Linked DNA regions of Arachis hypogaea: region 1 is linked to region 2. A link is a contact called in public Hi-C data. All regions are on one chromosome and are shown on one strand. Each heading gives the region's core, a stretch centred on a gene start, on an enhancer-like site or on the middle of the called end of the contact. The rest is flanking DNA. Distances are from core to core; before and after follow the strand shown.

Region 1 (6,043 bases), core at 418-2,917, 190 kb after region 2:
AATTTAATTAAAAGTAATAAATTGAAACAATTTACAAAATTATTGGAGCACCAAAATGATTTAATTTCTCATTTGGGAATCTATGTTGTGGTACTGGGAATATACCACAGCAGTGGTCATGTCATAATTGAGAGAGACCAGAATTGCTCTATGAAACTGATATTATGTATGTTTATGTGGCTACCTTTTCGGCTACTCTCAGTGCTACTTAGATTTGATGATAGGATAACCAAGTTTTTGCACTGTCAAGCACATAGAAATTAATTAATTAATTATCTAATCAAGTCTTTTGGCTAATAAGCTTCTAATTTGTCATAATGTGCACATCATCATTATCTAGTGGATTTTCTTTAATTTTTTTTAATCCAACATTCTGCTTATTGTTAAATTTATTAACTTAAACTCTCTCCATGTTTTATCAAATTTAAAAAACTTTCTATAATTTAAAAATTTTAATTAAATCTCTACACTATTTTAAATGTTACAATTAGATTATTATCGTAAAAAATAATAGAATTACTAAAATATTTTTTTATAAATTAAAAATATTTATTTTTAAAAATTAAATTCTTAAAGCTGAATATTCTAAATTTTTTTAAATATTTTAGTATATCAACGATCTAATTATAAAATTTAAAATAGTATAAAGATTTAATTAAAATTTTTTAAGTTATAAAAGTTTAATTATAAATTTAATAAAATTATAGATATTTAAAAAAATAAAAATGAAGAGTTTATTTGTACATGGAATAATGTTGCAATTTGACCCAGTATATTAAGCTTGAGGCTCTTCTATTTAATACTTTTATGAAATTGGTTCACTTATCTTTATCATGTTATTAGTCTATTTCATGTGGGGTGGTTATGTCAATTATATATACAACATTAAATTGACCTTGAACGAAGTTTCTAGACAAGGTTGATTATTTTCACTTCAAAAATCAATTGTTGTGAGGTGTCATTTGAGTATTGAAAAAATCAACATACATAGTATTAATTTATGTCTTGAATAATTGAAAGCAATTGAACAAACTCTGATTTTTAATTAGAGATATATAATTAGCTCATTTATTATATAGTTTTATGGGAATTAAAAAAAGATACGATTTCAAACTATAGATATTTTATTTTGTTTATAATTTAATTTTTTATTTTAATTTGGATACCAAAGTAAAAATATTGAGAAGAAAAGTGTACCGGACGAATTGAATGTTTTAAAAATTTTTGGTGAATAATAAAATTGAGTCAAGAATAAAATTTTTTATTAAAAAGTAATTTTAATTTTTTATCAAAATTATACTCTTCACCATGGTATTGTCCAAATTTTTAATTAGGTGATGGAAATTTAGATTAGGAGCACCTCAATCTTCGGTTTCAATGATTTTTAATAGATGTTAAAGTTATCTCAATCATTTGCGCAAAATTATTAAATTAGCCATGCCCATCCACCAGTGTGTTCGGTATCTGGAATATAAAAATGTGTGTGATTGTTATCCACAATTTCGTTATTTCATTTATTTTACTTTCATTTTTGTAACTTGTGATTAAAATAGTACTTCTCCAAACTAATTAATGCCTCTTGGTTTGTAAACCACTTCACTTTTATGTTGCAAAATTTTATGAATTATGATTAAAGTTAATTACCATATATAGTACCCCACCCCTCACATATATAAGACAATTATGGATAAGATAAGGACACGAGAGATATCAATTCCCTCTTCAATTAGTGATGTGATATAAAGCTGGAAATTCGCAAATATTTTGGACTAGTTAGTTTAATTTTATGGAAGGAAAAAAATCATAATACCAATATTCATAATGTGTCTTGCTAGTCCAAGATAAATTATAAATTATTATTATTATTATTAACACTTTGATTGAGGTTAGCAAATATAACAACTAAGGCTAGAAGAGTGTGAGAGGGGTGAAGGACGACAGGGCTTTTAGACTTTTTGCATAAACATTAATAACGAAAATTAGATGGTATATATGAAAAGCACTTGTTATATTATATAGTACATTATTGATCTTATCTAAAGTAGCAGCTGCTTGAGGACAATTTTTGTTCCCATAATTAATATTGCACGAGCATGCAATAAAGCATGCATATGACATTACATTATATTTAGCTCTTTCATGATTTATATAACAAAAGCAGTGGTCCAAACATATACATAAAATTAAATTATCCCCTTTTTTATCCCTCATTCATTCAAATTAAACCCCACAGTTCGGTGGTGGCTGAACACAGCTCTGTAGAAAATGATGGGGGAAAAGAGGTTATAATTATGTTCACTTACAGAATCCTTTTGACTATTCACTGCCAAAACCACAATTTGGCCAACAAAGTTTATTTGTAGTTCAACTCCCTTGAACCTAAGCCTTAGAATTCCAACTTCATCACCATCTTCCTAATTATATATTGTATTATTGTGAATAGGGTGAAGTATCAATTCAAATTTTGTTTTTTTTTTCCAAACAACAATACGATTTTTAACAAAAAAAAAAAGGTTTAGTTTGGTCCAGATTTTTGTAAAATAATATGACCTTTTTATTAGTATCACCATTATCTTAACTAAAGTTATTAATGTGTCACATTAACATGCCAAGTTGAATATTAAATATTAATATAAAATGAATAGAGATCGATTTGTTTCTAAATTCAAATTGAAGAAAGATTTTGAAAAAATTTAGGGTCAGTAATTTTATTAAATTATGACTAGTATATAATCAACAAAAGAAAAATAAGTAATTTCTAATAATTGGATGAAATCTCACACCATAAAAATTATTATTGATAATTATTTAATAACTACAAATCATAAAAATTACTAATCCTCTAACACTCCTTTTTAAATTGATTAGAAACTTATATGTTTTTATTTATTTAAATAAAATGATGTTCTCATGTCAAATTGACCAGAGATTTATTTATTAAGAACTTCATTGATCTAAAATATTTTAGACAATATATAATTAAAAGACAGCTAATAAATGAACTTTGAATTAATAAGAGCATAGCTTATTAGGGTATGGAGCCTAGCCTAACTGACATTATTAGTGTACATTTTATACGTCATTTATTAGTTATTAGTTATGGTTAATAAATCTTCTCTTTTGCTTTGTGCTTAAGCATATATACATACCTGAGAAAATGGCAATAATAATGCACAGTAGTATACAACAAAAGTTACATCTAGGTCATTGCTTGGTTCCTATTCATTTGTGTAATATCCATTGCATTAAATTCACAACCCATATGTTACTAATCCCAAAGTTCCCTTATTACACATAGGTCCTTTTGTTAATGTTTTAATTTAGTACTATATAATATAATATATATAGGTCTCAACTCCTATGAAAATAAATACTATTATTAAATGAGGCAATAATTATTAATCAAATGAAACCAAAAACGTAACTAAAAGTATAGATAGCCACCCTATGGTTTAAACAGCTTCAATTAGGAAAAACCTTAAAAGTTAGGAACTTCAAAGTCCTTGGTAGGTCTCCATCACATTCTTTTTTATTCATTCTAGGTTAAACTAATTAAGTTGCTTACAATATATATATACTTGTATTATTAATTTATTATTATAATTTTAATTAGAGAACCAATTTTTTTCAAACATATGAGTTAATTTTCTTTTTAATTTTTAATATTAAATTTTAAATTTTATATTCTAAATTATAATCGTAAATCCTAAATTCTCTAAAAATTAAAGTTAAAAAAATAATTTTATTAATATTAAAGTTAAATTTTATATTCTAAATTATAATCTAAATTCTAAATTTTTTAAAAATGGTTGAATTTTAAAATTAGTCCAATAAAATAAAAATACACTACCTCCTTAAATTATCTATCTAAATTTTAATATTAAGATAACCATTCGATATATTTATTATCTACATTATTTAATATTTTTCTTTATTACATGGAAATTAAAGTTAGTACGACTTCAATTATTTAAATAATGGTATGAACAATTATCTATCAACAAAATCTATTAACACAAGGAAACAAATTATTCAAATTCTTTCCCAAGTCCATCTTATTATTCATAAATTAAAATATTAGGTTAGGAAGTAATGGGGATTTACCTATTTTCGGTTTTGAAATAATAATGGACATGTACTTTACTATCTAACTTCCAAACCTTGCTACTAAGATGAAAGGTTTATGATCAATTTCCCTTATTAATTAAATAGAAGCATTTATGTGAATAAGATGAGATTTACTATTTCTTGACACGGGCAACATACAATTTAATTCAATGGTCTACTTAATTATAGACACTAGGCTTACAATTTATATAATGTACTTTCCTAAATATCACTATGTCTATATTCTGCAATGACAGTCTAATTAGGGAGAAAACTAATAAATTTTGTACGGCTAAAGTTTTAATATATCTTGCGTAATGGGTGTCACTAATGTAAACTATTTTTTTTTGTTAAACAACTGGAAAGTTCAATACAATAAAATTTGTTGATGGATAATGTTACAGGGCAACACAATTTAATATTTTAGTCAAGAATTAATCAATAATATTTAAAAGTATAAATTAAAAACATGAAATAAAATTGTTGGACTGACAGTGTTTGTGTCAAATAAAACTGCTGGCCAATAAAAACTGTTGAACTTTTCTCGTAGTTAATTATTAATTACTACATTTAATCAGGCATGTCCAGAGCTAAATTTGTACTCACAAAAATATTTACAGATAATTATTAAAAATTTATTATTATTATTATATATAATCCTATGTTAATACTTAATAATTTAAATTTTTAGGGGAGATAATTTTATAACACGATATAAAAATTTTTATAATAAAAAATCCAGAATTTCATCTTTATTACCTAATATTTCCAAATAAACTAAAGTCTAGAGATTCAGTTTATTACTTATGTTAAGATATTTCATCCATCCCATTTGTGGTTAGTTTGAATTATTATTATTATTATTATTATTTTTTGCTTGTGTGCGTGTGTTTGTGTGAATAATCGGCACAATTTTGGGATGTTACTTTCTTTGGGTTTGGGGAAATCATTTTATTGGGTCCAATGTTTAAAGTTTAAACCAACGGAAACATTCTGTATTGGAAAAACTGGAAGGAATTTATTGATGTCAGCCCACTAAATAGCCCAGACCCATATATGCTTCAAGCCATAGATGCTAAGTTGAATACTTTTTTCTTTATGTTTGGTAAAGTAATAGTTTTAGTCTATCCAATATTTTTCAAAATTTTTAAAATTGACTTCAACCTTTTATGACAAAAAAAAAAAAAAAACAAAAGTTGATATACAGAACCACAGAGAAGGGAAGGGATGTGTATGCGTAAGTATTTAATTAACCACATTAGTGTTCAATGAAAACTATAATATCAATTATCCACAGAGAAGGGAAGGGATGTGTATCGTCGTTTGTTTTTTTTTTTTCATTGGTTGTTTTTTACTTTTGAATTTTTTCCTTTTTTGAACTAATTAATAAATAGATGGTTTAATTGGAAAAAAATTAAAAAAGACCTTTCTAGTCAATTTTGTTATTTGTAAAATTTTACTATAATAAAATAGTTAATTATCAAAATTCATGTTAAATTATGAGTAAGTATTAATAAAAATATACAACTCATTTTATTTAATAATAATTAAATATGTTATAGAGAATAATTAACTTTATATTTAATAAAGAGCTTAATAAAATATTTTATATTAATACGTATTCTTATCGCCCTTAAATCTCAGCTTAATCTGTCTTTCAATATTAAAATGAATTAACATTTACTTTATAATATTCAAATAATATCGCTCAAAATAAAATTTAATATATAATAATCTTTTTAGTATCTTTTTTTTTTTAAAAAAAAAACTCAACACAACAAATAGATAGAAGTGACAATATGTACTCTACCCGTGAGTATCCAATTCGATTTCACCCTATCAGATAGGGTTGTCTACCCGATCCGCAGCGGGTAGGGTTTTCGTGCGGGTCGAGTAGGGTACGTGTTAAGTCTCAATCCTACCCGACCAACCCGCA
Region 2 (6,599 bases), core at 2,149-4,648:
AAGGGTTTTGGAAAATCTTTTTACGCTACTACATTGATAGAAGACTTATGGTAAAGTAGTTATTTTAAGTCTTTAATTTTATGTTGCTGCAAAGCAATGCAAGAACTCCATATGTAACTCTTTAATTAAACTTTCACAATTATAATTAAAATTTAAAATTTTTGATACTGTCACAGCTGCTCTTTTTGTTCCTTCTTTCTTGTTCTTTTCTCTTTAACTTGAATCCTGAAAGAGCATAAAGATAACGCACAGAATAAATGAAAGAAGAAAAAAGTAAAGAAAAGAAAAGCCACATGGACTAAGAAAAAAGAAAGAAAATATATAAAGAGATCCACCACCTTAAAAAAAATTTACCATATATTATTGATAAATGATAATGCAACCATGTACGTGTTTAAAATCTGTCAGTGATGTAGTAGACAGTAACAAAGAGATATGATATATGAGGTGCCTAATACTATTCACGCATTCACATACATCATCATATATTTACAAGTCACATTATTTAACTTAGGTGCATAAATACTAGCATCAATTTCTCTGAATTTTCTGACTTTACTTATACTCAATTAACTCTTCACCCCACCCTGCATAAATGCTTTAAGCAGTGCAAAAAAATTACTTCTACATTATTAGGGTGCCTTTTTTTTAATAGTAAAAAATAAATTTTTAATAAAAAAAATAAACCAAATAACCTCCAATTAACATTAGTATAAGATTTTATTATATATATATATATATATATATATATATATATATATATATATATATATATATAAAAGAGTAAATTATAATATAGAAGAGTTTCATAAAACCACTTCTCTAAATATTTTAAGCAGATCAAAAGAGATAAATGAATAGTTATATTTTTAACACATCTTTTATATATTATCTCTTTTTTTTTTGGTTTGCTTAAATTTTTTTGCATATATTTTTTTTATTTATTTTATACTAGAATTCTTTTTTTTTATTAACTGATCGAATTCTAGATTTTTTTTATATAGAAGTTATGATACTATATTATAAAATCAGTTTTCTCAAAAGATTAAACCGATAGAAGAATAGAAGAAGATATGTGAATAATTATATAACTATATACTAACAAAAAGAGCCTTAAAAACAATGGTTTAATTGTTCTTATGAGACTTTAAGATCACGAGTTTAAATTATGAAATTAACTGATGATGCACTTTTTAGATCTCCGTCATAAAAACAATGGTTTAATTGCACTTGCACCGGGTTATTTTTTCCTAAGATCAATGTGAATTTAATACTTTTTTATAATTTTGTCATTTCTTTTATCTTTTATGAATAAAAATAATATTTTATTTATTTAAAAATATATATGTTTCTATTCTAAAATGGGTGATAATACATTTTAAAAAGAAGTAATAATAACTCCAATTCTTTTATATTTTGTAAATATAACACTAGGCATTTCTACATATCAAAAAATAACACTACCTTTTTTGTATTTAAAATTTTTTTGAAAGATATTATTATCTAAAAAAGGGGCGAAAATAAAAAAAAAACATACCATAAATTTGACCACATCCAATTATCCAAAGTCCAAACTAAAATATTGGTATTAGTGTGAGACTAAGAAGCATCCAAGTAGTGCAGTCAATTGAAACCAGAGAGTAAAGTGGCTTTGAACTTAATACCAAAAAAAAAAAAAATGGCTTTGAACTTACCACACAGATTGCCAATATAGTTGATTGGAGTCTCCAAAGGGCTATTTTTCTTTTCATATCAAAAGTGAGACCAGGGTATATTTTAATATTATAATTTTTGATATTTTTTAAAATTATAAAAAAAATAAAATTAGAGAATTTAATTTTTATATTCTGATTTCTATATTTTAAATAGTGTCACATTTGAGGTTAACATTTCAATCGTCCACAACTCTAAAGCAATATTAGAGTAAACTATTAAAATGGTACTCGAAAGTTTGTATCTAACAAAACGAATTCTAAAATATGCTAGGCACAAATAAATCTCCGAAAAATTTAAAAAGACGACAAAAAAATTAAATATTAAATATATATTCTAAAAAATAATTTTAAAAATTAAATTTTGATGCAAATTTTTACAATTATGATTAAAAAAAGATCTTTTCATTTTTAAAATTTGGCAATTTTTCTATCAAATAAATTCTTTTTAAAAAAATATTTTGAATAATGGCATTTTTTTTAAAAAAATAGAGATCAAATTTTGCTCCGAATTTTTTTATGCACCTTTTAAATATTTATTCAAATATTGCTGCAAATATTTAGATCTAATGGATAAGTTATTTGCTAAATATTAAATTTTTTATTATTTATAAAAAATATAATATTTATTGATTTTTATATCGTATTTTTAAATTATTCAAAAACTATTTTGTCGATAATATTTTTTAGAAACCATTTTGTCATGGTTGAATTTTTCAAATCCTAAATTAAAAACTAATCCAAAATATTATTTAAAAATTCTCAAATATAATGGTATATTAATGTTTTAGTAATTTTTAAACGTTGATCTTAATTATATATTTTTTATAATTAAAATCAATAATTAAAAATCACTGAAATATCGATATAATGGTATACTTGAAAACTTTCCAATACTGTTATCAACCCAAAAAAGAATGGGCTCCAAACTTCATAATTTAGTGGACCCACCTTTACAAAATGCAAGTTGGGAGAAAATGATATATTTGTGAATGAAGGTGACTTTAAAACTTGAAAGAACCATATAACACCAGCTACTCTTACTCTACCCCCCAAAATAAATAAATAAATTATTATGGTCACTGACAAATGACATAACTTCCTATATAGTCATCAAGGTAATCCCAACTTCGTTTCAGTTAGTAAAAATATCTTAAAAATCATAGAGAACCTGAAAATTCTGATCATCACACGTGAGAAAGTTGTTCCCTTTTGCTAAGGTTAAAATAAAATCTCTTACTTGCATTATTGATTCAAACGGGTGGTTACTAAAATCATCTAAGAAAAATATATATTGATTTTTTGATGTAACATTTTATTTTTGTGAAATCCATAAATATAGCATCATCATTATTATGTGAGATTTTTTTATTGTTAAAAAGAAAAGAAAAGAGGAAACATTGAGTAGCACATAGATTCATCATCATCCATGACTCTTTCAACCCCATGTGTGTTTAACATCATCATGGAACAGTTTCAGTTGTGCCATTATTTGAGCACAATAATCTATATAGAGCCCAAACCAAATAAAGGTAACAACGTTAATGTGAAGCCTTAGCCTTTTTAAGCTTTTTGAAATGGTAAAACCACAAAACGCAAAGACAAGAACGGTTTTGGTTTTAGTGACTATAGAATAGAGTCATAGGTTAGGAGAAGGGTAATGGGGTCTTAGGCATTATGCCTTGTATGCCCTTCCTTATCATACACTTTATGTCCTCATCAATCATCATCTCTATTTTTTATATATTAACCTAGAAAAGAATTTAGAGTATTATTGATGAGGCACCAACTTTTGTTGCAATTGATAAAAACAAATACAAACTTCTTGGCTATTTTATTATCATGATCATAGTCCACATATTTGAATGTGGTGTGTTACTTATCTTCACAACAAATACATTATACCTAAAAGAATAATAATATCAATCATACTATTTAATTATGATTTGATTAATTGAATATGGAAAGCCATAGCTATATAATGTAATAAAAAGATGAGATCAAAACATTGTTTAATAAATGAAGATTGAGCCAGCATAATTGGAATGATTGGTTTTAGAACTATTATATATTTTATTATATATTTTATTACATAATGCTTATTTTTGCTCAAATAGAAGAAGCTAAAACAGTATTTTATTTTATTACATAATGCTTATTTTTTGCTCTCACGTGCATTCTCAAATAAAATTAGGAAATATTATAATTTATTATAATTTTACATTTTTCATGAATAAAATTTTTAAAGAGTTTTAAGTGTGAGACATATCATTTACCTCATGAGCCATTTTTTGTAGTTGAGTTAGTTTCATTCAATTTTAATTTTAATATGGTATTAGAATCTATCTGATCTAATATTATTAGGTCACCTATCTATAAATATTCACACTCCAAACCATTATTTCTGAGTGTGAAGGAGGTATATGTATTATAAATTTCACATAGACCACTAAATTTCAACTCTAATATAATTTATTCAATATATTTATATATATAGCATCAAAAAATAATTCAAATAGTCTATATATATAGTAATGAAAGAATTCATAAAGCTTGTAATTTAAAGCGACCAGATTTAATTGTCTTCAATAATTTTCTTAAGAATTATTTTTACAGTGTCTTGCTCAAAAATAAGACGCTGCAAGTAATTCTACAAAAAATTAAATAATCTTTACGAATTTTGATTATCTAATAAATTATTTAACGATGCGAATTCTCTTTCTATTCATTTTAAAATTAAGGTCAGATATATTTATGTTTTCTATTCTAAATTATTTTTTCTTGTTATATGGGAAAATAGGCACTTTTTAAGTTTAAAAAGATAGATGTGCCAAAAAAAAATAATTTGTGATTTATCTATATATTGGAGAAGGTCAACCTACCAATAGATTGCAAGGGGAAGCAAAAGATTTCAATCTATTGTGACATCAGTGCTTATTTTGGTGTTATTAAGGGTGTGATTTTATTTTAGTGATGAGAAAAATGAAATAATTAAAATATGAAAGTTTTTCTTTTTGTGAAAATTAATGAAGTCATGAAAGCGCCATAGAAGTTCACTGAGGATTCATGTTAGTTTTACTTTGATTGATCTTTGACCTATTCCATGGAAAATATGACATATGATCTTCCTACGCAATAGTTAAAAGAGGTACGTTTGTTGTTATTAATAAAGAAGAGAATTGAAAGAAATGAAAATAATAATAATAGAAAGCTAACTTTGGCCTAAATGATAAAGAAAATTGAAAACAAGAAGTCCCAAAAAGAATTTGATGCATGAAAATTACCTACCGTTCTCCTATATATTCCTTTAAAATATTTTACTATATTTTTGTTATTCTTTTTTCTGCTGGTAAGTTGATGCAAATGAAAGAATAAGTTGTAATAGTTATATAAATGGAAAAATACTCTAAAGAAATGTTAGAGAGATTTAATTAATAAAAATAATATTTAGTATTAAAATTACTAAAATAATTAATTTCTGTAATATTTAAAGATAAAGACCAATTTTTTTAATAAAAAACAAATATATTTTTAGATTATTTTTCATTTTTTTTTGAAAAAACTCCAATCTCTAAAACTCATGATCCTTGAAATCAAATTAAATGAGAGATTGTTCAATATTTTTATAGGGTTATATTATACTTCTCACAAGTAAATTCCTATGCCAATACCACGACTCATTTTTCAGAAATTCTTGAGTCTTAATAATGTATCAAATTAAGTACATATTGAGTGTCACTGGGAAAGTGAAAAACAAAATTTTGAAGTCAATAAAAATAGTTAGAAGTACCAAATAGTACAAGTGGAGTAAGTTAAAGTTTAAAAAAAATTAAAAAATATTATAAAACTTTAACTAAAGTCTAAGTATAATATTACAACTTGATCAACTTAAAGATGATATGCATACATAACTTACATATGAAAGTTTAGAATATTTAGTGGTAATTTTGACCAAAATTAAAATTGGATAAATTAACTTAGTCATAATTTTAGACTTAATCAAAGAATGAGTTGTTACTTAATTATGTGTTGAAAACAAGTTGTACATAATGATAATATTAAACTTGATATTTATCAATTTGTCATATAACTTTTTGATAAAATTATAAAATTGTACAAGATGACAATGTGACAAGATCAAATTGATCAACTTGATATCATGACAATTTGAACAAGTAGTGATTTGTTTGTTCGCATATCACTACTTCTAGAAAACTAATATCACTACAAGATTTAAGTGGATTTGTGGTAGTTTTTTTCTTAGTTTGTGACGATTTGAAACTCCTACAAAAAGGTTTGTGGGAGTTTTTTAAACTTCCAAAATTTGAGGTGCTACGAACTTATTTGTGGCAGTTTTACAAAACCCTCACGATAAAATTTAGTGGCAGTTCTTTGTCTGCTTTGTGAAAATTTTGAATTGATATTTTGGCGATTTTTTGAAATTTTTGTGACGATTTAAAATTCCTACAAAAATTAAATTTCAAATAAAAAAAATTGCAGCAAAGTGAACGATTACAAACCATTTAAAACTGAAACTAAATGGATCTGAAAACTATAAATCACTATTATTGATTGAACAAATTACAACTTTGTTCCTTGTTCTTGTTTGCTTTTACAGCTTCAGTTTCAGCAATACCACCACCAACTCTAGCCTTCTGCAATCTCTGTCCTTCACTAACACCCTCTTCTCTTCTCTTCTTCTGTCTCCCCCTCTTACTTTCTCAACAGTATCTTGTTCCGCACTCTTCTTATTTTGACCACTCTTCTGTGGCATACTACTTTTGACTTCTCTTGTTCTTCTTTTAAGTTTTTCTCTTTTCTTAAATTTCTCCACATTATGACGTTGAGCTTGAGCTCTACTACCTCTCATTGCTCCATGTTCACCGC

What was found. Hi-C and Micro-C count contacts between places; a contact is called where the count stands out from the background.
Region 1: a contact with region 2 is called in a Hi-C map of leaf, with 4 times the contacts expected there. The contact joins two enhancer-like sites. A contact is called at or near these places in 2 of 8 Hi-C or Micro-C datasets (both in leaf).

Annotation. Positions count from the first base shown.
Region 1 is chr9:86,221,489-86,227,531 of arahy.Tifrunner.gnm2.J5K5, forward strand. No RefSeq gene overlaps it. Among protein-coding and RNA genes, the nearest start is that of LOC140175157, 7.7 kb to the left of the region's middle. Within about 2 kb of position 1,668, at least 2 of the 3 cell types and tissues checked have open chromatin away from gene starts, as enhancers often do.
Region 2 is chr9:86,031,978-86,038,576 of arahy.Tifrunner.gnm2.J5K5, forward strand. No RefSeq gene overlaps it. Among protein-coding and RNA genes, the nearest start is that of LOC112711157, 11 kb to the left of the region's middle. Within about 2 kb of position 3,399, at least 1 of the 3 cell types and tissues checked has open chromatin away from gene starts, as enhancers often do.